Linked DNA regions of Mus musculus: all the other regions are linked to region 1. A link is a contact called in public HiCAR-type and promoter capture Hi-C data. All regions are on one chromosome and are shown on one strand. Each heading gives the region's core, a stretch centred on a gene start, on an enhancer-like site or on the middle of the called end of the contact. The rest is flanking DNA. Distances are from core to core; before and after follow the strand shown. Region 1 holds the start of Mbnl3 (muscleblind like splicing factor 3). Region 2 holds the start of Gpc3 (glypican 3). Region 3 holds the start of Kis2 (Kaplan integration site 2). Region 4 holds the start of Enox2 (ecto-NOX disulfide-thiol exchanger 2). Region 5 holds the start of Ccdc160 (coiled-coil domain containing 160).

What was found. Promoter capture Hi-C pulls out the DNA fragments that hold promoters and counts their contacts. HiCAR-type assays count read pairs that join an accessible place to other places.
Region 2: a HiCAR-type map of astrocytes shows a contact between it and region 1, with 5 times the contacts expected there. The contact joins the promoter of Gpc3 here to the promoter of Mbnl3 in region 1. A contact is called at or near these places in 1 of 39 promoter capture datasets (hippocampal neurons) and 1 of 115 datasets of contacts at active chromatin or transcription factors (astrocytes).
Region 3: a contact with region 1 is called in a promoter capture Hi-C map of pre-B cells. The contact joins the promoter of Kis2 here to the promoter of Mbnl3 in region 1. A contact is called at or near these places in 2 of 39 promoter capture datasets (cranial neural crest and pre-B cells).
Region 4: a contact with region 1 is called in a promoter capture Hi-C map of pre-B cells. The contact joins the promoter of Enox2 here to the promoter of Mbnl3 in region 1.
Region 5: a contact with region 1 is called in a promoter capture Hi-C map of hippocampal neurons, with 2.4 times the contacts expected there. The contact joins the promoter of Ccdc160 here to the promoter of Mbnl3 in region 1. A contact is called at or near these places in 2 of 39 promoter capture datasets (hippocampal neurons and liver).

Annotation. Positions count from the first base shown.
Region 1 is chrX:51,203,001-51,207,534 of GRCm38.p6, forward strand. It overlaps Mbnl3 (muscleblind like splicing factor 3), which reads right to left and starts at 2,990. Exons shown (of 8, transcript NM_134163.5): 1 at 2,774-2,990.
Region 2 is chrX:52,612,405-52,617,154 of GRCm38.p6, forward strand. It overlaps Gpc3 (glypican 3), which reads right to left and starts at 1,570. Exons shown (of 8, transcript NM_016697.3): 1 at 1,229-1,570. The coding sequence starts at 1,400. The region is part of intron 4 of A630012P03Rik (RIKEN cDNA A630012P03 gene); the gene reads left to right.
Region 3 is chrX:52,743,043-52,748,025 of GRCm38.p6, forward strand. It overlaps Kis2 (Kaplan integration site 2), which reads right to left and starts at 1,551. Exons shown (of 1, transcript NR_003188.1): 1 at 1-1,551.
Region 4 is chrX:49,284,724-49,289,917 of GRCm38.p6, forward strand. It overlaps Enox2 (ecto-NOX disulfide-thiol exchanger 2), which reads right to left and starts at 3,519. Exons shown (of 16, transcript NM_001271447.1): 1 at 3,378-3,519; 2 at 2,122-2,181. Gm39513 (a long non-coding RNA gene) reads left to right here and starts at 2,193. Exons shown (of 2, transcript XR_882305.2): 1 at 2,193-3,567.
Region 5 is chrX:52,787,945-52,792,470 of GRCm38.p6, forward strand. Ccdc160 (coiled-coil domain containing 160) reads left to right here and starts at 3,256. Exons shown (of 2, transcript NM_001034059.1): 1 at 3,256-3,381.

The DNA.
Region 1 (4,534 bases), core at 1,740-4,239:
TTAAAGCAGGAACAGAAATCAGCGAGATGGAGTGGTTCTTACACGCAGAGCAAAGCAGAAAGTCACATTTTCATAGGAAGTCTCTGGTCTCATCCCTACATAAGGCAGCAGGGCAGTGACTGGGAAATGTTCTCACACCTATAGTGCTGTGGCCCCGAGGTTTAATACTTTCACTTTTTATAATGATGTCTCTGGCCCAAAATCATTCAGCCACACAGCTTATAGACCTGAAGACTAGGTTTGGGATCATTAAAAAAATGAGAACTTGATGGTTGTCATCCTTCCTCTGCAGATATCTATTGCTCTCCCTCTAGCACCTCCTTTCTCAAATGTGATGGCTTCCCATGGGTCTCTTCGAGCAGTGTGGAATTACTAGACAGTAAATTCCATTGTTAGCAGCGTGGGTCTTTGTTTCTAGGTAGACTGTAGAAAACCTGCACTAGACTTTAGTAGGTGCAAAACAAACTTTCCCCTCCTTTCCAGCTTCTATTGCTTGGAAGAAGTGAAAAGCACACCGAGTACAATAGGATCAGCTGGGTTATAGACAGACGTCTATTTAGGCTAGGCTTAGAGAAGTGTTTCTAAATATTTGGGAAAAGCATTTCCCCAAAGCATTATAAATTAAAAAAAAAAACAATTTGCTTTAGTATTTAATGTCTAATGGACTAAATTTTGCACAGTCCAAAAGAAAATGTGCCTATGATTCAGAAAAAGCCAAAGTCTCTGGTAAGGGTCCTTGTCAATATGCCTTTCTTCAGAAATACCTGGATCAATTACATTACGTGTCGGTGTCCAGTCATTGGTTCGGGTGCATCAGCCGTCTGTTTTTCAGTAGTCACCCAAAGCCTTGCTAATTAAACCAACATGTCTGCACTGTGATCAGTCACCAATCATTTCAAAATTAAATCTTGCAGCAGCTTTATTTTAATTGATGTTTTCCCAGGAACTTTACCTACACGTATGGAAAGGCTGTGGGGGTCAGAGGCCAGTTTAGAAAGAGCAATTAAGAACATCTAGACGAAAAGAACTCCCTAAAACCATTGGAACAAAATATTCACATCTATGTGTGTGTTGTGTGTGCTTACTTATCAATAAACAGTGTCACATAATCTACGTGTGCCGAAACCAACAGCACAACTAATGGCCTACGGTTAAACTTCAGTAGAACCCGTGTTTTAATGTCATTTTCTTATCACAGAAGCTTTTTTTTCCTAGTGCTAAAAACTACAGCTGCCTTTACAATCCTTCCCTATAATGTAGAGCCATCATGCCATTCAGCTCCAGGTGGTAAAAGCAAGCTGCCCAAATGTATTCACACAGGGAGGGAAGAGATGCAATGCAGTTCTGCGGCCCTGCTAAGGCATCCCATGGAAATGGGAAAGTTAGTTAGAGAAAGCGTTTGCTAATGACAAGCCATGCAGGAAGTTCCTTTATGTTAAAAAAAAAAAAAGGAAAGGTGGGGGTGAGAGGAAGGAAAGAGTAAACGAGGAAAATCAAAGGAAAAAAGAAAAGAAAACAAACAGGGAAAAAAATAAACCCACGCAACAAGTTGCAGTCAGTGTTAAATTGCCTTGTTTGCGCGGGAGTAGAAAAAAAGTTTTAAAAGCAGCGCATTTCATCGGTGTCCTAGCAAGGCAGCCAGTTTCCTAAACCCAAACTCATCCGCAGCCTTACCTTCCGTCGCTAGCTCAAACCCAGAGGCTAAGGGGCCCCTGTTCTCAGTGGCAGCAGTAGGGGCAGAGGCAGCAACAGCCGCACATGCCATCTGTTAGCGGGAGAAGCAAAAAAAAAAAAAAAAAAAAAAAGCAGCGCTGCGCTGCGCTAGGTGGCCCCGGTGCCGGGCGAGCCTTTAGCAGGGGTGTATAGTGGATGCCGCCATTTTAAAGCGAGGTTCCTGAAATCCTTAGATATAGGCAAATTAAAGCTCGCCCCACCTCCAGAACTTCAGGGCTGGGACGTGCTACCGGGCCCCGAGTCAGCGGCAGCGGGGTGTACGGTGTCAAGTCCAGCAACACGCGCTGCGAACTCCGGGGACCAAGACCACGAGCCCAGAGGTGCCATCCACCTCCGCCCCCACCCCACCCCCGTCCCCAGGCCCCCACGCTTTTGCCTCAGGCCTAAGGAGACCCTAGTTTGTGGGGTGCCCTCGGTAATGGGGGAGTCCCCCCAACTCGGCCGGCTTGCTAGGGGAGGGGCCCGGGAGCACGCCCTCCCCACCCCCCGCGGTCGCCACCGCTTGGTTCAGTCCACTCGGAGCACACCTCCGAGCGCCCCAGCTCCCCAAGCCGCCGCGGCGCGCGCGGGCGGGCGGGCCGGCGAGCGGGCAAGCGGGAGGGCCGGCCGGGGCAGGCACGGGGCTCCTGCCGCCGAGGCTCGTGGTTGCTGTGGCAACCGGCCCTCATCCCACCCCCACCTCATCTCCCCCAAACTGGGGCCCCTAGTTAAAGGCGTGCCCTAAGTTCTCCCCGGCACCCCTCCACCGTGCACCCCCACAACACACACACAAAAGTCCCGCATCCCTCCCCCCCGCGCTCCCCCGGGCTGACCCCGCTGGCTCTCACTTTAGCGCTCGGCCATTCGGGAGAGACAATTCGGATTTTAGGCGCCCGCAAGGCAACTCACGCCAAACTCCTGGAGTCGCCGGCAATCGCCGCCCTCAGCCGCCCCGGACCGGCCCCGCCCCGCCTGGCCAGGTAGCGCCACTCACCCCGCCTAGCCGTCGCCCCTCGCCGCCACTGCCACGGCCACCGCCCCCGCCACCGTCCAGCCTCACCTCTCCGAGTGAGCGACTCCAGCGGCGTCTCGCTGCGAGGACGCCACGCGCAGGAACTCCCCCGTGCGGCGCTCGCTGCCCCGATTCCCGCGCCCCGGCCCGGGACCGTCTTCCGCCTCCTTGCGGCTCGCTCGCAAAGAGCGCCAAAAAGTCGCGCTCCTGCTCGCGCTCCGACTGGGGGCACTTTCTTCCTGTAGGACGCACTTGCGTCGTGAAATCTCGTCTTTGTGAGAGTCGTACCTTCGCGCTTGCTTTTCCCGAGACTGCTGGCGTGGGCTTTATTCTCAGGGGGTGTGGCGCCTCCCCCCACCCCACCCCCAAGCCCCCAGCTTGCACAAGCCCTCGCCGAGAGTGGCTTTTGTCATTGCGTTATTAAGTATGTGTGTGGGAGGGGGGATGGGGGCAAATCATAACGTTCAGGATGTTCAGAAGCAAAGCCGGCGGGAAGCATGCACACGCCACCCGGGTCGGGAGCGCGAGCCGGCTCTAAAGTTTCTAGAGCTTCAGTGACTACAGTGCCAACTAGACAGGCAATTGTAATGCGAAGCTATAGGTTTCTAGACACTCCCGAGACAGGTGAGGTGTACTAGAAAAATTCCAAAATGACTTTGATCAATACGTATTTCAACTCGTGGAGGGTGAAATACTTACCGTTTGCCTTCCGGGGTCTCCTCCCTTCCATAAAACGCCAGATCTTTTATTTCGCTCCAAAAACTTGAGAGAAGAGAACTGTTGATCAGAGGAAATGCTTCCCCTACTGCAAGGGAGTTTACCGGGTAGGAGGAGCCCTGAGGTAGGGTTCCAGATACTTCTGAATGGAAAATGGACAAAGCAAAGGCGGTTTTATACTTGGGTTTTAAAGTGTGCATCTGGACATCTAAATTACAAGTTTCAATTTAATGCGAGCGTAATAAGAGCACCAGCTGTCTCTTAATTGGAGCCCCACAATAATAAATGCGTGCTTTTATTTAATTTTATGAGGACAATTGTAGATGATAACACACACACATGCAGGATCGTCAACGAGGATCTCGTAGCAATTCATGGCTGCTTTCCTGCATGCAATCAACTGCTTCAGTCTAGAACTCAGCTCTATAAGCTCCGCACAAAGTGCAGAAGCATTGCAGGGCATATTTAAGTGGCAGTTAGGTTGTGGAGTGAAGTGAATTCTCGGGCTAATTATACTTTTTAATTCTGCCCAACTGATCCAAATAGAATTCAGCTCATTTTAGGCAAGAAATCAATCTCTGTGTGTTAAATGCAAAATAATCAGAGTACGACAGCAATGGTTAGAAGACTGGGCACAAACTGCCCCTCACATCATTAAAATCTGCAATGGCATTTGGCAAGAACTGGGAAAGTCACCAGGACAATGTACAGGGATCATGTCAAACACTTGAGAGTTATGGCCAGGATCCTAACAAGTCAAAATAAGGACTTCCTGGTTACCTCATGAACTCCTAACTACTTCTCCCACGCCTTCTTTCATACTTGCCAAAGTCCCTGCACTACTGTAAAAAAAAAAAAGTCAAACTTGTCTGGCATATAGGAAGTGGTTTTGCCAGTCCACGAGCCACCACCAAACTAAAGAGGTGTTGGTTACTTCGAGAGACTGGAAGACAGGCAAGGCAGTATAACTTTATGCCCAGTGACCCAACAAATGAGGAGCTGTCATGTCAGTGACTCAACAAAAGGAGTCTTTATACTAAACTTGGGCAACACGGGTCCCTCACCTCTGTCCACCACTGCAATCCAAGACTC
Region 2 (4,750 bases), core at 320-2,819, 1.4 Mb after region 1:
CCCTGGCAGCGCCCACAAGGCGCGCATACGCATTCACAACTTGGTCCAACGATCCGGCCCGCCTCCCTGACTTGTTGAGAGCCACCAGCCAAGTTGTGGCGAGGCTTGTTCCCAATGTCTCCCAAGCGCGGGATGAGCGCCTAGCTGGATGCACGAGTCTTCGGAAGGAGAGCCTGGAAGCCACAAACGTCTGTGTGCAAATACGGCTGGCTGCTTTCTTCCAAGCGCACCTCTGAAAAATTAATCTTTTCGAAACCCATTCTTCCTGCACGTATTGTTAGTATAGCAACTTGCCCTGATTGGATTCTAAGGCAGGCGTTAAGCGCCCAACCGCTGGACAGTCAATCACACAAGGCAATTAATATTCATCTGTTGACAGCGGCAGCCCTGAGCTAAGGTTAAAATATGCCCCTACAAAATGATCTGATTGTGCAGAACAAAAGGCAGGCGCTCTGAAACTTTCCTCTGCCTAAAATCTTCTCCTCTTCGGGGTCCAGCCTGTCAAGGCAGATGAATTTGGGCGGGGGAGGAGTCAAATCCTTTTTGGATTCGTGCTCCGTAGGCCAAGCACCGCCGATTTTTAAAGAGATTTGCCAACCTAGATAAGGGAAGCTGTTTTGAAGGGAAAGGCTCAGTCTTGCACGTTTTGGAGGACCCTCCTACTCAAAAGTTTCCTTCACTGTGTCTTCTCTAGCCTCTGAGGATTCAAAGATTTGTGCTCAACTTTGCCTGCACTTGGGCCCGGCCAGCCTCGGGAACCCAGACTGGGGAACGGAAAGCATGGGGGGACACACGGTGGATAAAGTGTGGCCAGAACTACGGGTCCAGCTAAGGCAGACGTGCTAGTAAGGGAGATAAATTCCCGAGTCACAGTCTTCACGTTGTGAAGCCGGTTTGCTAAGAGCAGAGGGGAGCCAGCTCCCACCTTCCCGCCCTCCCCCCCCCAAAAAAAATGGGCGCTAGAAAGGCGATCTCTGCTGTTCCTCGCTCTGGCTTGCACAGTTCCTGACAGCAGCGTGAGCCCGGGGCATGTGGACAGAGTCCCATACTGTGCTTCCCTCCCTTGGTAGATGGTCCAGGCCCCAGGCACAGCAACCATTCCCAGGTATCCTGCAGCAGAGAGCACGGCCGCTGCGGCCCCACCAGGCTAGCGCGCTCTGGGAAGAGCCACCACGCGCGCCTTGGCTTTCCACTGTGCGCGGGGAATGCTCAAGGGACCCCTACTCACCTGGTACAGGGGTTTCTGGAACCCATTTGAGTCCGGGCTGCAGTCTCTGGAAGAAAGAACGGACCTGGTGACAGGTGGCGTCTGGAGGCGGCGGGGGCTGCGCCTGTCCCAGGCAGCCCAAGCCTAGCAGCATCGCCACCAGCAAGCACGCGGTGCGCACGGTCCCGGCCATCCTGCTTCTTGGGGGAGCGAGGAGAGCACGAGAGAGTGGCAATAAGAGCCGGAGCGGTCCCGAGACTCAGCAAGTCTGGCAGTAGCCCGACAGAGCAAGAGAGGAGCCGCTACCCAGCCGCCGCAAAAGTTTCCTCGCAGCTACCTGGGCGCTGGGCGAGGGCGGGAACAGCTTGGCGGTGCGGGGCGGCCCGGGGCGGAGCCTTGTGGGCGTGGCGAGGAGGGACGGGGCGGGGCGAGGCAAGGCGAGCCGCGCTGCCTGGAGGACGGCGTGGGGTCGTGTAGCTGCTGGCCTGCGGGATGCGGGGCGTGGCAAGGAGCTTAGCTGGGAGATTGGGTTTACCAAGGTGGCGGGCAAGCCTTGGTGGGAGAGGCGCGGGAAGAGGATAAGGAGCGTGTGCGGTGGCTCCCGGCAATCCTGCCCTGACACTCGCTCGCCGCTGCTCTACACTGGGCGCTCTGGCATAACTACTGCAGAGGGGCTGCAGGCTCAGGCACGCTGATTGGCTTCCCAGCAGCAGTCCCCTCTGACTGGCTCTGGGAGAAGTTCCCCAGCCTCACTCCTCCTTTCCGCCTCCCTTTGGCCTACAGCCGGGAGGGCTTTTCCTTTTCAGCCTTTGCAAGCTCTCCATCTTCCTTGGAGTGGAGTGGAGGTCTGCGGTTTAGGTACACACACACACACACACACACACACACACACACACACACACCCGACTCGACCCTAGGCCTTCTCCCACCCAGATCTGGCTCCTTCTGGCCACCAGAGCCCACACAAGGTTTCCTAAGCACAAAATCCCTCTCCTTGCTGTTTTCTGAGAAAGGTTTCTTGGGAACCCTTTCCCAATGCAGCTGTGGCCAAGCCCTCAAAGCCTACCCACAAATAGTCACGTTCCAGAGCGCTGGGGACCTCTGGATTTCACAGCCTGGCTCATCTTTGTACCTAAAAGGTCTGGAAGCCCGTGTAGCTTGCTGGGTCTCATTCAATAGAACCACACAAAGTAAATGTGTGCATGTGTGTGTGTGTGTGTGTGTGTGTGTGTGTGTGTGTGTGTGTGTGTGTGAATTTAGGCACTTGATCCTGATTCCTAGGTGAATCATATCATCTACAGGATAATCACGGGCGACCCTCATAAAGCAAAGTGTAGCTGGTGAGAGTAACTCATTCAGGAAATCATTTTACAGATGAAATTCATTAAGTCATGGTTAGTCTGTTTCATACCTGGAGTAGAGCCCTATTTAGAAGATTTCCTGGATGTCAATCCACGTTTCTTCTACTTAATTCTCACCAATGGAAAGACATTTCTTTGAGAATCAAATGCCCCTTTGAGAAGAAAAAGCATATAATCATTATCTATGCTCTACAGAAATTGAATCATTCCATCAGATTGGTTCTCTTTGTGACTCCACTCATGTGCACACGTAGACAACTTTAGCCCAGTGTCTTGTATGTAGTAGGAGCTCAGTATTTCTACAATTAATGAATTTGATATCTCGGTGTAAACTAGCTTGTTGTCTGATTGTGTTCTTTTTTTTAACTAGACAGAAGTATGCTTGGAGACATAGATAAACACAGCTGGAGGGGGGCTGTGTCTTGAATAGGGGGCTATGAAGAAAGAGAAAGCAATATGAAGGCAACTGAGCAATTTATTCAAGTCTTCATTTGTTCATTCAATAACCATTATTGGAATTCTTACTATGTGCTTGACTCTGTGGGATACAAAGAGAAAACAGAGACACGAAACCCATTCTGTAGTACCTGACCTCAGAGAGTTTCAAATCTAATGGGGAGCCAACAAAGTGAAATGTTAACACATTATGTGTTAAGAGGGAAGATGGAGTTCTGAGGGCTGAGCGGAGGGATCAGAGAAAGTGTCCCAGAAATGCTGATGGCCTAAACTCGGACTTGAAAGCCCAGTAGGGGCTGAGGTGAGAAAAGACTGGGGGAAGGGTGCCCTGGCAAGGAAACGGGGTGAACAAAGAAGAGAGGCCCTGGCATGGCCCATTTGGAGAGTAGGAGGTGCAAGTAATGATTTCAGGCTGAGGAGTTAAAAGAACTAAGGCAGGAGGGAGAGGCGAAGCAAGGGCCAGATTGTGCAGTGTAGAAGCCTGCAGAGGAGTCTGTGGAACCACTTAAGGAAATTCTGAGCATAGGGGTGACATGATCAGATTTGTCTTATTAAAAGATATCCGCAACAGTGTTTCAGAGAATGGTTTGAAGAAGGCAAAAGATTGGAAGCAAGAAGACCAGCTAAGAGGCCCTGAAATTAATGCCCAGAAGAAATGACAAAGGCTTGTGACAAAGGAGTTTTGAAAGGGGAAAACTGTCCCAGAGATATTTAGAAGATAGAATTAAAAGTGCATGCTGATCCAGTGCCTATGGGGGTTGGGTGAGAAGGAGTCAAGGACAGAGGGCTTAGTCACCCCCACTTTTCAACAAACATTTGAGTGCTGCCTATGTATCTGGCATTCTTCTACTTCATAATTCCGCCTGGGGCTAGGCCTGCGCCTGCATTGAACATTTGACAAATGACATAGCCACTTTAAAAGAAACACCAATTAAGAGTCCTAATTTGGCTGGTGAGTTTGATATGTTCCACCTGTGGAGCCCTGTGACCAAAGGGCAAATTGGAAGGCAAGCATTGATTGAATTTCACGACCTCGCAGAGGAAGACATGACCTCCCATAAATTCATGATCTTCCAGAGCTCATGCAACGAACTACAAAGGCAACAGTTGTTTTCAACTACTGGGTATGAAATACCTAGGGAAAAACGTGGCTATGCCTCCTTTTCAATCTGTGCTTTTAATATAGAACATGCTATGCATAAACTAAAGCACTGTTTACAAAATGAAGTGTGGATCCCTGGATTCAATGCAGTGGACCCACAAACTTGGGTTTATTGTCAAGAACTTTATTTCAGTGGGTTACAAACTGTACATATAATGAGTGCATTCCCCTCATAAGCTTTATCAAAACAAAGCTAAGTATCCAGTTCAGCAAAATATGAGGTAGTTTGAAGATAACATTAAGTGGTATTGGAAATAGGAAATACATTGAACCAAATAGGGTGGTCCGTGGGTCCCTAGGGTTTGAGCTAAGTCAGAGACAGACTGGCTCTGAAGTTTGAAGAACTATTTTTTAGCCTGGAAGTTTCTGCTCTCACTCCAAGCACCTACTTCAGAGCTTTTAGCCAAGCAAAGGGAAGAGTTAAAAAAAAAAAAAAAAACAACCTTGCCTAGCAGAAGAAGTGCTTCCATTTTTATAAGTGCCTCTCAAAGGCTTCTAACCTTCCCAATCCCCCAAGTGATGACTCTCACAGTGGAATTTCAGGCACTGAAATGGACTTTGTGG
Region 3 (4,983 bases), core at 301-2,800, 1.5 Mb after region 1:
TACATGAAGCATCCCTGCCCCCAGCCCATTAAGAGAAAATGATAGAAATTTCAGAGCCGCTTTAAGAAACAGTTTTACACTCTTCACATACCGCACAGATGGCCTAGAGATGTCACATTTTCATCTATTTCAAAGGGCTCTACTTCTGTTTAAACATTTATGGACCCATTTTCTCCATTAAACCTAAAGAAGTCAGATTAGCTCTTTGGCTTCATGTCATTATCTTCCACAGGAAAAACCTCTCTCATTTCCAAGTGTGTATCTTACCCAGGAAAATGCTGCAGAGGACAGTCTGAGGGGTCACGAGCTCCCTCCCTCCCATGATGGAATGTTTGTGTTGATGGGGGGACACCAATAAACTTCAGGGACACAAAACTTGAAATGTGTTCAATGAGAAAGGATATTTTAAATGTTGGAACTTTTCGAAGCCACTTAGTGACTAAGATAGTTCTTAAAACATTTTAAATATAAATTAGCAAAACTTTTGAAGTAAATATGAAATCTGCTTCCTATAGTGCAAGTATTGGCTTATTATACTTTTCTTCTTGAACTGGGTTCCTACAACTAGAGATTTTTGCCTCCACTAAAAATATATTACAAAACCTGACTCAACTTCGCAAAACCATACCTCAGCCCTCCAGAGAAAGCTCCTTCTAGCTAATACCTTTCTTTAACACATCTGCTCTCCATCATATATACTAGAAAGTCGCTGTACAACTTCTAAAATTGCAAAGAGGACCCAGTCTTTTACCATTTCGGGATTTTCTCTGGTCTATTCCCGCATCTTCAGCAGCGGCTCCAGTAGAGATCTGTGAACCTCCTGGGAACGCAGGGTGTGCTCCAGCCAGTCATGCCACGCGCTTAGGTCTTCAAGACACCTTAGCGGCCACCAAAATTAAACAGAAAGAAACAAAGCATTATGGGAAACGGAGTTCTCCATTCAAAGCCCCCAAAACGCGCCAAGCTTAAGCCTCTCCCTCCATTCTCGGGTTGGTGGGAGGGAAACCAAGGTAGGTCGGGAGTCCTCCCGCCCCACACCCCACGTGCACCCTGGCATTTGACCACCCACAAGTTCTCCAGAAACCTTCAGAGCAACAAGGGAGAGTCCTTTTCTCACGAGTTGCCTGGCACCCCTCAACTACACTCAGGTACTTTGCTTTTCTCAAGTCTTGCCAGCTCCATCCCCTCCCACCTTAGTTAACTCTCTGGGATCACAGCTGCGCCCGCGGAGGTACGCATCTCCTGGTCCAGTCATCCAGAACAAGCGCGTAGGGGATCTGCCAGTGACCCGCCCTGGCAGGTGGCGCGCGCGACCATCCCGCTGCTGTCCTGCCTGCCAGGATCAGGGAACCGCACGCATCTTCCTAGAGCTCCTGGCCCTCTGCTCTCCTAGCTGGTGGAGGAGGGAGGGCGGCGAGGAGCCACGTGCAGGAAACGCGCCCCGGCGGCCCACGCACACCTAACCCCCAAAGTGTCCGCGCAGCACCACTTGTGCACACGAGCCTGTGGCAGCGGTCCGTCACCTCGAGCTGCGTCCCAAAGCCCGATCCCTGGGAAAAGCCCGCCCTTCGCCTTTAATAGCCTAGGGGGGAAAGCCCGCCCCCGCCCACTCGGCCCACACAGGAATTAGGAAATGGAACCCCCACACCGCCCAGGCCAAAGCCCACGGTGCCCCAGTGACACACAGGACCCGCTCCCTCAGCCTTGCCCTTCTGTCCCCAACACCAGAGTCCTTCCTTAATCCAAGCACCCATGGGATGCCAGTCTAAACCAGTGCCACAGTCGCCTGCCCAGAATGGCGCACTCATTACTACCTTGTCCGGTCAGGCTCCTGAAGCGCTTGTCCCATCCCCCTCTGGAGATAGGCTACGAGGCCCAAGCAGTTGTGGGACCCAGGTGTCCCCACGTCCCAACGAGTGCGCGCATGCGCACTACCTCACAGCTAGATTGAAAGTGTCCCGAAAGTCTGTAGGAGAGAAGAAATACATACCCGGCATATCCACTCTGCCCATGTGAAAGTTTTCAGTTCTGGCATGTGAAGCTACTGCTGAAGTTTCACACTTGCTGAACGCCACCTTTACCCTTTAAATCAGTTTCCTAGCAGGCATTATGAATGGTAATGTCCCTTGGGTGCACGCACAGATGCCAATTACCTTGCTTTTCCCCCTTCCACAGCTAAGACTCATTTGAGAGAAGGCTGTTTAAAAGCACATCCCAAGTACAAAACTAAAATTATGATTTAGCGTCAATACAAAATTAAGCATACTAGGAGGTTATGGGGCAAAAAAGGATAACCATACTATACTTTCTCTGCTTTGTTGGAGGGCACGGGTCCAAGAGGATAGATATTTGGTGAGTTAGATGGTGGAAAGAGTGATTGACCAGATAACAAATAAACCTGAAGTTACTGAGCACGCACTATCAGGAGAGGGGACACTGGAAGGGATGAGCTGGGGCTCAGAAACGAAGACAGGTCCCTTACTCCCTAACACTGTTGCCTTGGGTGATTGTGGCAGTTCAAAGCTCAAAAGGGAACAAGAGCACCACGTGAGTTTCAATCTGGTGCACAGTAGGGGTTCAGGCGAGCGGATTACTAAGGACTGAAAGACTCCTAAGACTTGTCTCCTGCTCCCTGGCCAGCGGTGGAGCTCAAGCAGAATTGCAGGCTCAGCTCAGGTCTCAGTGATGCAAAGCACCCTCGTTACTCCAATGTGTGTTACTCCTACAGGTGGGCTGCCTTCCACTTTCAAACACCCGCACAAACAGACCTCCCACCGTATGCCAGAGCATCTGTTTGATGCTTTCTGGAAACTATGCAAGCCCAAATTTAATATCCAATCAGATCTCGCTTGTGAGAGTTGCATGGACTGCAATCCAACTTTGGACCTTTAAAGGTAGCTAGTGATGGAGAGGTGTGGAAACATATCTCAGACCCTCTTTTAAGAGACATTGTATTAAAGCAGGATTTAAAAAAAAAAAAAACCTCAATGAGCTCAAGCAAAACCTGGGGGAGGGTTGTAAAAGTGGCGCGAAGATAATATCACGTGGTCGGACCCCAGGATGTCTCCTTCCCCTTTTGTCACCCCCCCGGGGGGGAGGAGTTGGGGAGTTACATCCGCTTCTCGCAAATTATTAACATAATTAATTGTGCCCTGCAGCTGCAGTGGGAGCGCTGGGAACGAGTAAACACATTCCCTTGAGCATCAGAATGAGAAAACCCATTACCCCGATTTTGGAATATTTTCCCAAAGAAACCTCACTACCAACAGTCACCCGGACTACGCGTCTTGGTTAAGAGACAGAAGAGAGCTGGAAGAGATGAAAATATCCTATGAGATGAGTACAAGTAGATGCAGCCTGCCTAAAATGAAATTAAGAGGATGGTTTCAATGCCGTGGTGAGGGACCCCACTTAAGAATTTCCAAATTTTAACAGTTCATTAAACAAACTATCCTCCCATGGTCTTCCCACCCCCACCCCAGTTTTCAACCCTCTCCACCCCTCCCTTCTAAAGTCAGAACAATACCCCGAATAAGGTATTTTAGGTAAACTTTTCCAGGATATTTTCTTGTTTTTGTTGTTGTTCCTTTGTTTTTAAGTTTGCACTATATAGAATGCCTGGATCGAGTTCCTCAGCTAGAGAAAATAATTTCTTCCATTTCAGTTATTTTCTTGTGCAGGGAAAATTTAACTAAGTACAAGATAGAGATTATAGAAAACTAGGGCATTTTAACACACAAAGTAAATTATTTTTGTCTTTTGCTATTACAAAAAAAAAAAGTAACAATCAGCCAAAATAGCTAGAGACTCAGAAAAAGCAAAGGAAGAAAAAGCAACTCACACACACACACACACACACACACACACACACAGAATCAGAATAACTAACAGCTCAAAGAAAAGCATGTGATCCCTTCTTGCTTTAAAACTTGTGGTCATGCTGAGGCTAAAAGCTAAGAGCTTGTGACCTTGCAACCCTGTCCCCTCCCCCAGACCACAGCCCAGGGCTTAAGGCTCCAGGCTCCCACCAGGCTCTGGCTTGCTCTCAGTATTGTGAGACAAACAATACTCTGACATTCTGCAAAATAAAAGACCCACAGCTCCTGACATCCCCCCACCAAGTTACATCACTTACTCCCAGCTGGATCAGTATGTGTCTGTACACAATGCGTATACATGTCTATGTACATATGTACATATCCTATAGCATACATGCCCACACAGAAATCCAAATATTCTGTAAGAGAAAAGTATGGAAATTGGCCAAAGGGAAGATGAATCTGTTCTCTTTTATGAGCCTAAGAATTCTAAGCAAAACACTAAGTTCTTGCCAATATTTTATGTTAATAGTAGACTTAAAAAAATAAATACCAAAACTATATCTAGCATAGTATCCTACCCCCAGAGATACTTCAAGCTATTCTCTGCCTGAAAGGGAAAGGGACATATATTCTTCTGTAACCATCTCTAGACTTAATTGTACCAACATAAACCAGCAATGTCAACTACTCTGAATTTTAATACCTTTAAAAGTACTAGTAATTGACATTTTTATCTAGTTTAAAAATCTTTTCATTTGATTTAAAAATCATATCAAGTGGCTCTGCTAGACTTAATGGTTTGTATCTTAGAACAAAAGGTCCCCATGGAAACCAGAAAGTAATTTAAGAGTATTATGTTCCTCCCACAACTAGAATAGAGCTATTGTTCCACGTGTATTTACTACTTTAAAGTTTTGTAGTTACTCTTCCAGTTGAGGTCTCTTGTCCCCTCAGAAATTGTGTGTCCTATTGAAAAAATGTGTTTTCTATACTTGTGCCTTATGTATGTGTCCATTTTCATGCTCCTGAGGCCAAAATCAAAGCCAGCAAATCAGGACACCCATGGGATTTTTTTAAGAGAGTAGGATTCCAGGAAAAAATATTTCAAATGTTGTTTTGCTATCTGTTCCTGAAGCAGAAACTCTGAATTTCTTACAATTTT
Region 4 (5,194 bases), core at 2,269-4,768, 1.9 Mb before region 1:
TCCTGCATTACCAAGCTCCACAGTTGGATTCTTGGGGATGTTGTTATGGTTTGCCATACAATAACCGCTTCTTAGATGTCTTTTGTCCCAGGTGCTCTTTCTAAGTGTATAGAGACAACCAAGATATGGATGGTCCCTGCCCTCGGGAGCTTACAACCAACTGAGAAAGCAACATCCAGAGAATGATACTACAGCATGAGCTACTGTAGACTAGAAATAGTATGGGTCCTACAGCAGGGAGAACACTAACCCTGCCTTGTGTGTGCATTCATGCATATGTGGGTTGTTTCTTGGAAAGGCTTCCCAGAGATGGTCATATGTCAATTGAATTTTGAAGAGTCTCAGTAGCACTCAGTGAGGTAAGAAGTATGGTTTTGCATAACCCAAATCCACTCGCCTGAAGAGTAACCATCACCCGGCTGCCACCTTAATGCATGAAATAGCATGCTCTGGCAATATTATGCTCATCATAAAAGATAAATACCAAGCAAGTAGTAACACTAATAGAATAATATTTACATGTACCAATTCCTCCTAATTCTAACTAATAAGTAGCTCCACTCTGTCCTTTCCCCTGTCACCTTAAAAATGTGAAAATGTGCTAGTGATGCACCCTTCCTGAAAATGTCACGTTATTTTCTATTTCCTACTGGATTCCTTATATCTAATTACATGAGGTTATAACTTGGTGATGCTGAACATAGTCACACTCTTACTGAATATTTGTCCTTAGATCAACTTAAGACTAATGTAGTTTCTATTTTTATTAGATCAAGTCCTATGCAACCTTAGGTTTGATGAGCTAATCCAGATGTTTTTTTTTTTCTGATACATTCAAGTATGCAACAAATGAACTTTTAAATGTGAGTGAGAGCACCACATAACTACCACTGGTCTATGCACCCCATTTGGACAGCCAATGGGCCTGTGTATTCATATTCAGTACCATTACAGCTGATTCTTCAAAAATCATGCTCAAAATGCTGTAGCGTGCTTTGCTTGGACCTTCCTTATCCTAGACATCTGTACCCAGCTGTGACGAACTGTTCACACTCTACTCTTATAGAGACACACATCGTTCAGAGTGATTCCTTTATCTCTAATGGCTCCTCTCTACCCTTCTTTGCCCTGCAAACTCCTTATTCCCTCAAGGCCTGTCATGTCACCTCCTCACAAAAGACGTTTCCATAACCTCCTCCTCTGATTAGCTACTCTTTCCTCACCATATCACAATGCTGTCTACCTGTTTCCATTCTCCTACAATCTTCTACTCCATGGTACCTCACAACTGTGGTCACCTAGCTCCCCGAAATCCAGTGAGGGTTCAGGCCTTGTATTCGATTGTATCTTCTTGTATTTCACGTGTACTCGGGTCCCAGAGGACATCTAGTAACCTGGGTCCCCTTGAAAAAGCTGAAATGAAATAAAACCCAAAGAACTGTCTACACCCAAATGATGTAAAGGTTGGACATAATTTTTTGTATAGAATCATCTAATTTAGAAAAAGAAACATTGACTATAATTTTGGCAGGCATAATCAACTATGGTTATAACAGTTAATCTAATGTGGTATTGGCAACGACTTTACAGCAGACACACTCTGACACAAAAATCCAAATGACTCATTTGGGTTTCTTCCAGGATGAACAATTGTACCTTAATCTTTCCTTGCCACAGTTGGAAAATCATGAACAAAAATACACATCAGAACTAGGAAACCATGGGCGAAGAGCATGGGCGTTCAAGTCAGAAGTTTGTACATCAAAACTCCACCTCGATTATCTCTAATCTATTTGTCTTTAGATATTTGCTTAAAATACCCAGTTTAGTTTCTTCTTCTAGAGAAATAGTGGAAATAATAGTACATATAAGACTCTCAGACAGTGTCACTAAGTGCTTATGATTCTTGGACATTATGTGGGCTCAATAAATAGGAGTCAATACTGTCTTCTAATCAGATGGTTACAATTCAGGTATTCTGCTACACAAGGACAGCAAACTCATTTCTTATTATGTTTATGGCACTTTGCTTTCTAATTGACAGATACAGGTTGTGGCGAAGATTAGCCACAAATAAAACATCTACAAGACAAAAGTTTCTCCTTATATTTAAACTCACACCTGGAACATACCACCACACTTCTTTGTGTTCTCCAAGAATTGATCTCAAATCAGGTTCCCCTAGGATGAAAAGGAAAATCACCCAGTCTTAATTTTTTTGTCTTTAATTTTATTCAATACAGAATAAATTCAAACTTTGCATATTCTTCTACCTGTCATGTCACTATGATCTCCCAATATTATCCTAGTATTATCTCCCAATATATCCCTGCTGATACCTCTTCTAGAACCATGTGTGCCTCTGTCATACACTCCTTCCTTTTCCATCCCCCACTTCTTATTCGCCAAGTCCTGCATCATCAAGAAGCATTTTCTTCCTCTTATGCTCCTTTTGAATCTCTTTTAAACCACTGGAGCCCAAATGAAAGGCAACCTCTTCCACAAAGCATACTAGGATTGTTCTAAGGAAAGAGTAAGTTTCAAGACGTCAGGAAGCTCTGAGTTAGGCTAGAACTTTTACAAAGCAGCCTCTCAATTCTATCTATTGGTGTTAATCAGATTTTGCTGGAAGCCCTTAATATGCTCCAGGTTTTTAAATGGTCCAATTTGCCCTCTACCCTCACTAGAACACTGTACTGAACCTTAATTGTGTATTTCTCAAAAGTAAGATTCTTTTTTTTTCTGCTTCCTATCCCTTCTGGAAATTGAAGGACACCTTTTCCACTCCAATGACTAGTTGAAAAAGGCCAGTAAAAAGAGATGAGCCAAGAGAAAGAGATTGAGAGAGAGAAAGAGAGAGAGAGAACACCTCATTATCAGGAAGCAGAAATGGAAATTGACAGAAAATCAAGCCCTGGGTTTAGCAAGGAATTTCCACTCGCCTAGAGGAAACGGGGGTGCAGGGTGGGGTCGAGTGGGGTTTGTGTGTGTACTTGCAGTGGTAGGTGCTCAGAGCTGAGCAACAAATTAAAGGCGGGAACAGAGCACCCAACTCCTGCCTGAAGGGGAATCCAGATGCCACTTTTTGGAGGCTCTCTCATCCTAAGAAGGAGCCTGCGCTGGGTGGTGGGGAGAGGGGCGGGTGGAGGTAGGAAATAAGAGAAGAGTTGGGAGGAGGGGGGACGTGCTTGTGCTTTGGATGCTAAGGCAACTGGTGCCTGCCCCCCAACTCCAGTCAAGGCACCCACCACCCATGAAGAAGCGGGCTGGGCGGAGTTAGGCGCCAAAGATTGCGGCCCCGGAAGCACCCTCCTCCCTAGACCCCCTCGGTCCCACAGTCCCCGGCCACTGCCACTCGGGCTTTCTGCCTCGCTGACCTCCAGCTCCCCGGCTACCGAAGCGCTACTCCTTAAACAGCCGCGGAAAATCGGACCCGCTCGGAAGTTCCTGGACCCGGAGTGCCCTCAGGGTGGGGTGTGCCCCACAACTGTCTTCCCAACCGTGCACCTTCTACTAGATGGCCTAGGCCAGGCAATGGGGCCCAATAGCTGGACTCTAACCTACCAGGTGACTATTGAAGCCTCTCCCATTGGCTAGGGCATCAGAGAACCGCGAGGCCCGAGCATGTGTCTTCATGGGAAATGTAGTTTGAGGTCACAGGAAACTGTTATTCCTCAGAAGTATCCAATATTTGCTTAGGTATCAAGGGATGCTAGAGGATTCTGGGAGATGAAGTCAAAATGCTTTCTTCTAGATACCCACAATTCCTCTCACACCAAGCTTCCTGAAAACCCTGAGTTGAAATACAGGACAGTGTTATGGGTATTGTAGTTTAGTGTGCAAGGACCCTCAAGCTTAGGTATAGAGAGCTTGTAGAGACAGATAAATGTTCGAGATTCTTTTGAATACTAGAAAAGTATTTATGTTTTGAGAAAGAATGTTTGCATTGCATTATAATTTGACATTTTCATTTGAAGTCTGAGTATGGTTGATTTTTTTGTTTAAGGAAGAATGCTGCTATCTAGCCTAGAACTGGCTTTGAATTAAGAATCCTACTGCCTAAGCCTCTTCAAATGCATAATTAAACACATGTGCTATGAACATATACATTTCCGTTTTGTTAAGATTAAATTTTTAATTAAAAATATACCTTGTAAAAGTTTGCCTTTTGTTAGAGTCATTAGAAAACTAGGTACTTCTAATTGGGAATTATATTTTCCTTTAGGACTTGTCATAATTAAATATGTAAATGTGATGTGGAGATACCAAAAGAAATCTACTAAATAGATAGGCAGTTAAGCTGTATTCTTGTATTGAAGATTGATGGCTTTGCCATATACTAGTATAATGCTATAGCTCATAACAGATGCACAATACAACTAGAAAAATATCTTACATATCTTCAAGAAAACATCTTTTAAGTAAAACTATGTAACAAGAGACCAGTAAATAAATGGGTGGATAAACACCAGTAGACCCAACTTCATAAAAGACACATTAGATCTAAAAACACATACTAATGCAAACACATTTAAAGTAGGTGACCTTAAAACCCCACTCCCACCAAAAAGCAGGACGAAAACTAAACAGAGAATTTCTAGAGTTTACACAACATCAAAAATCAAATAGACTGAACAGACATCTACAGAAATTACACTCAGACACTAAAGAGTACATATTCTTCTCATCAGCCCATGGAAACTTCTACAAAATTAACATGTTAGGACACAAATCAAGACTGAACAAACAAAGAAAAGAAAATTTGAAATAATATCCTACATTTTATTGAATCACAGTAGAATAAGGGTAGATATTAACAGCAATAGAAACTATAAGAAATACACAAACTCAAAAAAGCAAAACACACTACTGGATGATAATTTGGTCAAAAAACTCAAGGAGACAAATTTTTAATTCTTAGAATTGATGGAAAAGGAAAACAACACATCAAAACAAATAGCACATGATAAAGGCTAGGCTAAGGGGAAGTTTTATAGCACTAAGTGCCTACATTAAAAGCAAAAGAAAACAGAGAGCCAGGTGTGGTGGTCCACATCTTTCTCAGTACTAAGGATGTAGAAGCAGGCAAGCCTCTATGAATTCAAAGTTTGACTGCTTTTCATAATGAGTTCCAAGCCAGCCAAAGATACATAGTGAGACTGTGTTTCAAAGCAAACAAACATTAAGGGATTGT
Region 5 (4,526 bases), core at 2,006-4,505, 1.6 Mb after region 1:
TAAGATGACATCCTTTTGTATCAGCATGAGCCCTCAGCTACCAAGTGGTTTCCTTGTAAGAGGAGAGAAATTAGGACACAGACATACTCAGAAAGGAGACAGTCACATGAAGACAAAATAGATACATAGAGAGAACACACTGTGAACACAGGCAGAGATTGGAATGATACATCCAGAGGCCAAGGAAGGCCAAGGATTACTGATAACAGCCAAGACCTAGGAGAAACAGAATCTCCCTCAGAGCCTCTGAAAAGAAGCAGCCTTGTATGACCTTGGCTTTGTTCTTTTGTGCATTGAAAACAGTGAGAGAATAAGTATCTATTGTTTTAAGCCTCTCACTTCGAGATAGTTTGCTACAGCAACCCTGAGAAATAGACGCAGTGAGCAAGTCTAGAAGCAGTTTGGTGAGTGCAATAGTTCGGTGAAGAAATCACAGGCACCAGGATCCGAGTGAATGATGATGGAGACAAAACAGTAAGAAACAGGTTCTAGATTCATTGTGAAAGTACAGCTCACATACTATGCTGAGATATGAGATGTGGGGTATGATTAACGTTATCTATTATTGTCATTACCTACATTAATGTTTAGAGACTTATGTATGTACAATACAGGTCTATAAGTTTACATATTTTCATTGGTCGGACTATCACAAGTTTGGGGCTGCTGAAACTAGAATTATTTTATACGGCCTGCTTTGCTATGCTATCAGAAAGTAAATCACGTTGGTTCTCTGAACCTTAGTATCCTACATGGTAAAATGAGAAGGCTGGGTTCCATTGCATGATTTGTAATTCACTTATTATCAAGCCAAGTGCCTTGTCACCTCAGTACCGGAAAAGGTTACAGCGGACAGTAAACTGGTGTTTAACTTTCATATTCGTCTAAGATGGTTGTAGTATTGAAAAATGAAATTTTCTGTCCCCATAATTCTTGACTGTTTGCCATTTGATACTTCTAGGACATGAAGGAGTAAGACACATTTGAAACACAGACCAAGGTAATCTTCTCCCATCCTCCCCACCCTCCCCCCAACCTCAGCTCCACCAGGAATATAGTAATAGGGTGGAATTACTTTAAAAGATTTGCAACTTCACATGAAATAAAGGTTTGGCATGATTGATCTTAAGATTCCAAATCCTGTTTTCCATCAGTGTAGTCATATTTACATTTTTTAGGATAGTAATGGAATTATGGAGCAAGATAATGATAGCCACAATTTTTTTCCTGGGGGAGTTACTTCGTCCTGTGCTGTTCTAAGGACTTGAAACTGATTAATTCACTCTTCACAGAACTCTTATGAGTGAGATACAACTACTTCCATTGCGCAAATGGGGAATCTAACACATAGAGCAATCAAGAAAGACTCCTTTATTTTATTAGTAATGGATGCCATAGCAAGCAGAAGTAAATGGAGCCCTTTGAAGACAAGGAAAGCCACTGATTAAAAACGGGGCAATTTGGAAATTTAGTATCAAGAAGCTCATGGAATCCCACAGGCCAATTCTGTCAGGGTCTTTAATAAAACACACAGTGACATGAGACATCTACCTTGTTGACTTTGGTTCTCTAAGGAGGCAAAGGCAGCCAGAGAACAGGGCCTGGGGGCATCTGAATGCAGCCTTGCCGGTTCCCAGACACCTGTTAGATCCGGTTCCCAAGGTTTGAATTTTCAAAAAGTAGCTCCGGTATTGTTCCCAAGTCACTCACCTGTTAGGTCTTTTAAATTAGATTGTAACTTTTAAAATGAACTTAAACCATCTTTCCCTGGAGACCCCAGAGCCGTCATTTCCCTTTCTTTCTCTTGCTATCTGGTGCCCGCAAAACCCCGTGTTTCACAGCCTCCAGTCTCAGCCCGGCATGGGCTATAAAATTTACACTGTGCAACCGACTAATCAAAGCCTGAGGAGACCATTTATTTGTTCCACAAAATAGCATGTTTAGAATAAATAATATGATTAAGGAGGCGGGGTTTTGTCACCCAAGAAACCCCTCGAAAGTTGTGAGGAAGCTTTAAAACTTAAAGAGAAAATTTGGGTGACTGGGGAAAGCGAGTGATTTTTTTTTTCCATTTTTTATTAGGTATTTAGCTCATTTACATTTCCAATGCTATACCAAAAGTCCCCCATATCCACCCACCCCCACTCCCCTGCCCACCCACTCCCCCTTTTTGGCCCTGGTGTTCCCCTGTACTGGGGCATATAAAGTTTGCAAGTCCAATGGGCCTCTCTTTCCAGTGATGGCCGACTAGGCCATCTTTTGATATATATGCAGCTAGAGTCAAGAGCTCCGGGGTACTGGTTAGTTCATAATGTTGTTCCACCTATAGGGTTGCAGATCCCTTTAGCTCCTTGGCTACTTTCTCTAGCTCCTCCATTGGGAGCCCTATGATCCATCCATTAGCTGACTGTGAGCATCCACTTCTGTGTTTGCTAGGCCCCGGCATAGTCTCACAAGAGACAGCTACATCTGGGTCCTTTCAATAAAATCTTGCTAGTGTATGCAATGGTGTCAGCGTTTGGATGCTGATTATGGGGTGGAGTGATTTTTTTTTTTAACCCTTGAGTATAGTGTAAACTAGTTGTCCTCAACGTTTTTACATTCAAATGGGTTCAAGAACAACTTAGGCAAATTCTTGAGTGATAAATGGAGACAATATGGATGGAGAGACAGGCCTCATTTTTTACACAGGTAGAGCCAGGTTCTGACTCAAGGTTCTTTTTAGTGCTTTGCCTAATGTAGAACTTCTGGCTAAGCCATTGGACTGACCTTCGACAGGTACATAAGGTAGAGATGGGGATATGATGCAACTCCCACATTATTAGCAACCCTGACTCCAACCTAAGGTCTTCCAAAGCGAATCCTCCATAACATCCTGTTACTAAATACCAAATCTAGGGGATTAACCCTATGCAACTGCCTCTCCATTTCTCCACAGTCGGTGGTCACATAGCCTTGAGAATCTCCCACATCTAGTCTAATAGTCCCAGCGGTGCATGGGTTTGCCTAGCATTTTCTTGACCTTTCCTATTCTGACTCAGCGTCTTCTCCCTGCTTTCCTATCTCTTGCCTGGCAGAAGCCACCACAGTGGCCGCCCTACCGGGCATGCTCAGTGCTCTGGTCCGGCCTTGACTCCCTGACTAGCAGCAGTACTCAACCTGCAGCGACCGGTTCCTTCAGTGCCCGGTCCCTTTAAATCCATCCGCCTGGTTGCTAGGCAACAGTGCGGCCCGCGCTGGAGCTGCACTGCAGAGGCTCTGCCCCGGGCCAGCCTGGCCGGGTCGTGGTGGCTAGCACTGAACAAGGGGCTGCCTCCTGTCGGTAGTGACCGGCTTCGGGGAAGAGTGGACAGGGCTCTCCAACCGCACCCGCGCTTCCAGGTATGTCTGTGTAAGGGACATCCCGGGTTCCCCTGGCGCGCCCCTCTTTACCCCCTGACTCTCCCAGCAAGAGGGCGGAAAACCAAGGAAGTCCCAGCAGCAGGTTTTTTTTTTTTTCTCTTGAGAGCCCCAGGCTGGAGCTAGCGTGTGTTTGGAAAGAAAAGAAACAGGGCGTGGGAAAGGGGTTGTGGACAGAGAAGTGGGGTCAAGCTTATCCATTCACCCACTAGCTACAGGATCTGGACTGGGAGGTGAAAAGAGTCACCTGCAGTGGGGGTTCTAACAACATCTTGTTCCTGGCCACCTTCTTTTCCATAGAAGCAAGGATGGCAGGAGTTTCAGTTAACCATTCACAGAGAAAAATCCCCAAACTATGCATATAAAGATACAGCTTTATAGCAAGAATGTGACTCCCATAGTAATAAAGTCTAAGCCTTGGGAACTCAGGGGACTCCGTATCTTTTCTTCAAGAAGGGATAATTTCACACTAATAACAAAGAATTGAGGATCATAGCCACACACAGTGCTGAGTTTTCGGTGGCACTTTGTTTCTCTCTCCATATTGCCTAAACAATAGAAGGGACATTCTGTCCAGGGAAGTGGGCACTTGACCCATATGTTAGAACCCTGAAAGATGAAAGCAAAAAAAAAAAAAAAAAAAAAGCGGGACCATTTCTCTGTGTCATGTTTTTACAAATTAACTCTACTCGAAGGAGGGAAGCCAGGCCTAGGTTCCAGCCCTGTGACTCTTGGTAGGCACATTGTAATCAGCAAGCTTCTGTCTCCACCACAGGTGGCTTGTCTGTTCAATACATGCTCAGGGTAAAGAGATAACCGTGGTGAATGCAGTATCAGTGTGGTTCTTGCCCCACTTGACATTTGTATTGCCCGAGGAAGGAAGACGGTAGCATAACACTTGGAAAAATGGGCTGAAAACTTAGAAAGAGAAATGACTTCTGTCTGGTGCCACATTGCAGATAGACCCACAGACATTGTAGGTGTAGCATCTGTGACTTGAATGGACACTTCAGAGAATAACATGGGTTTGGGACATTCTTTAAATTATATTTCCTGTAGGGAGGTGGGGGTGGTGGTGGTGAACTGTTTTTTCCAGCTCAAGCTGGAGGAGACCAGTGACATCCGGT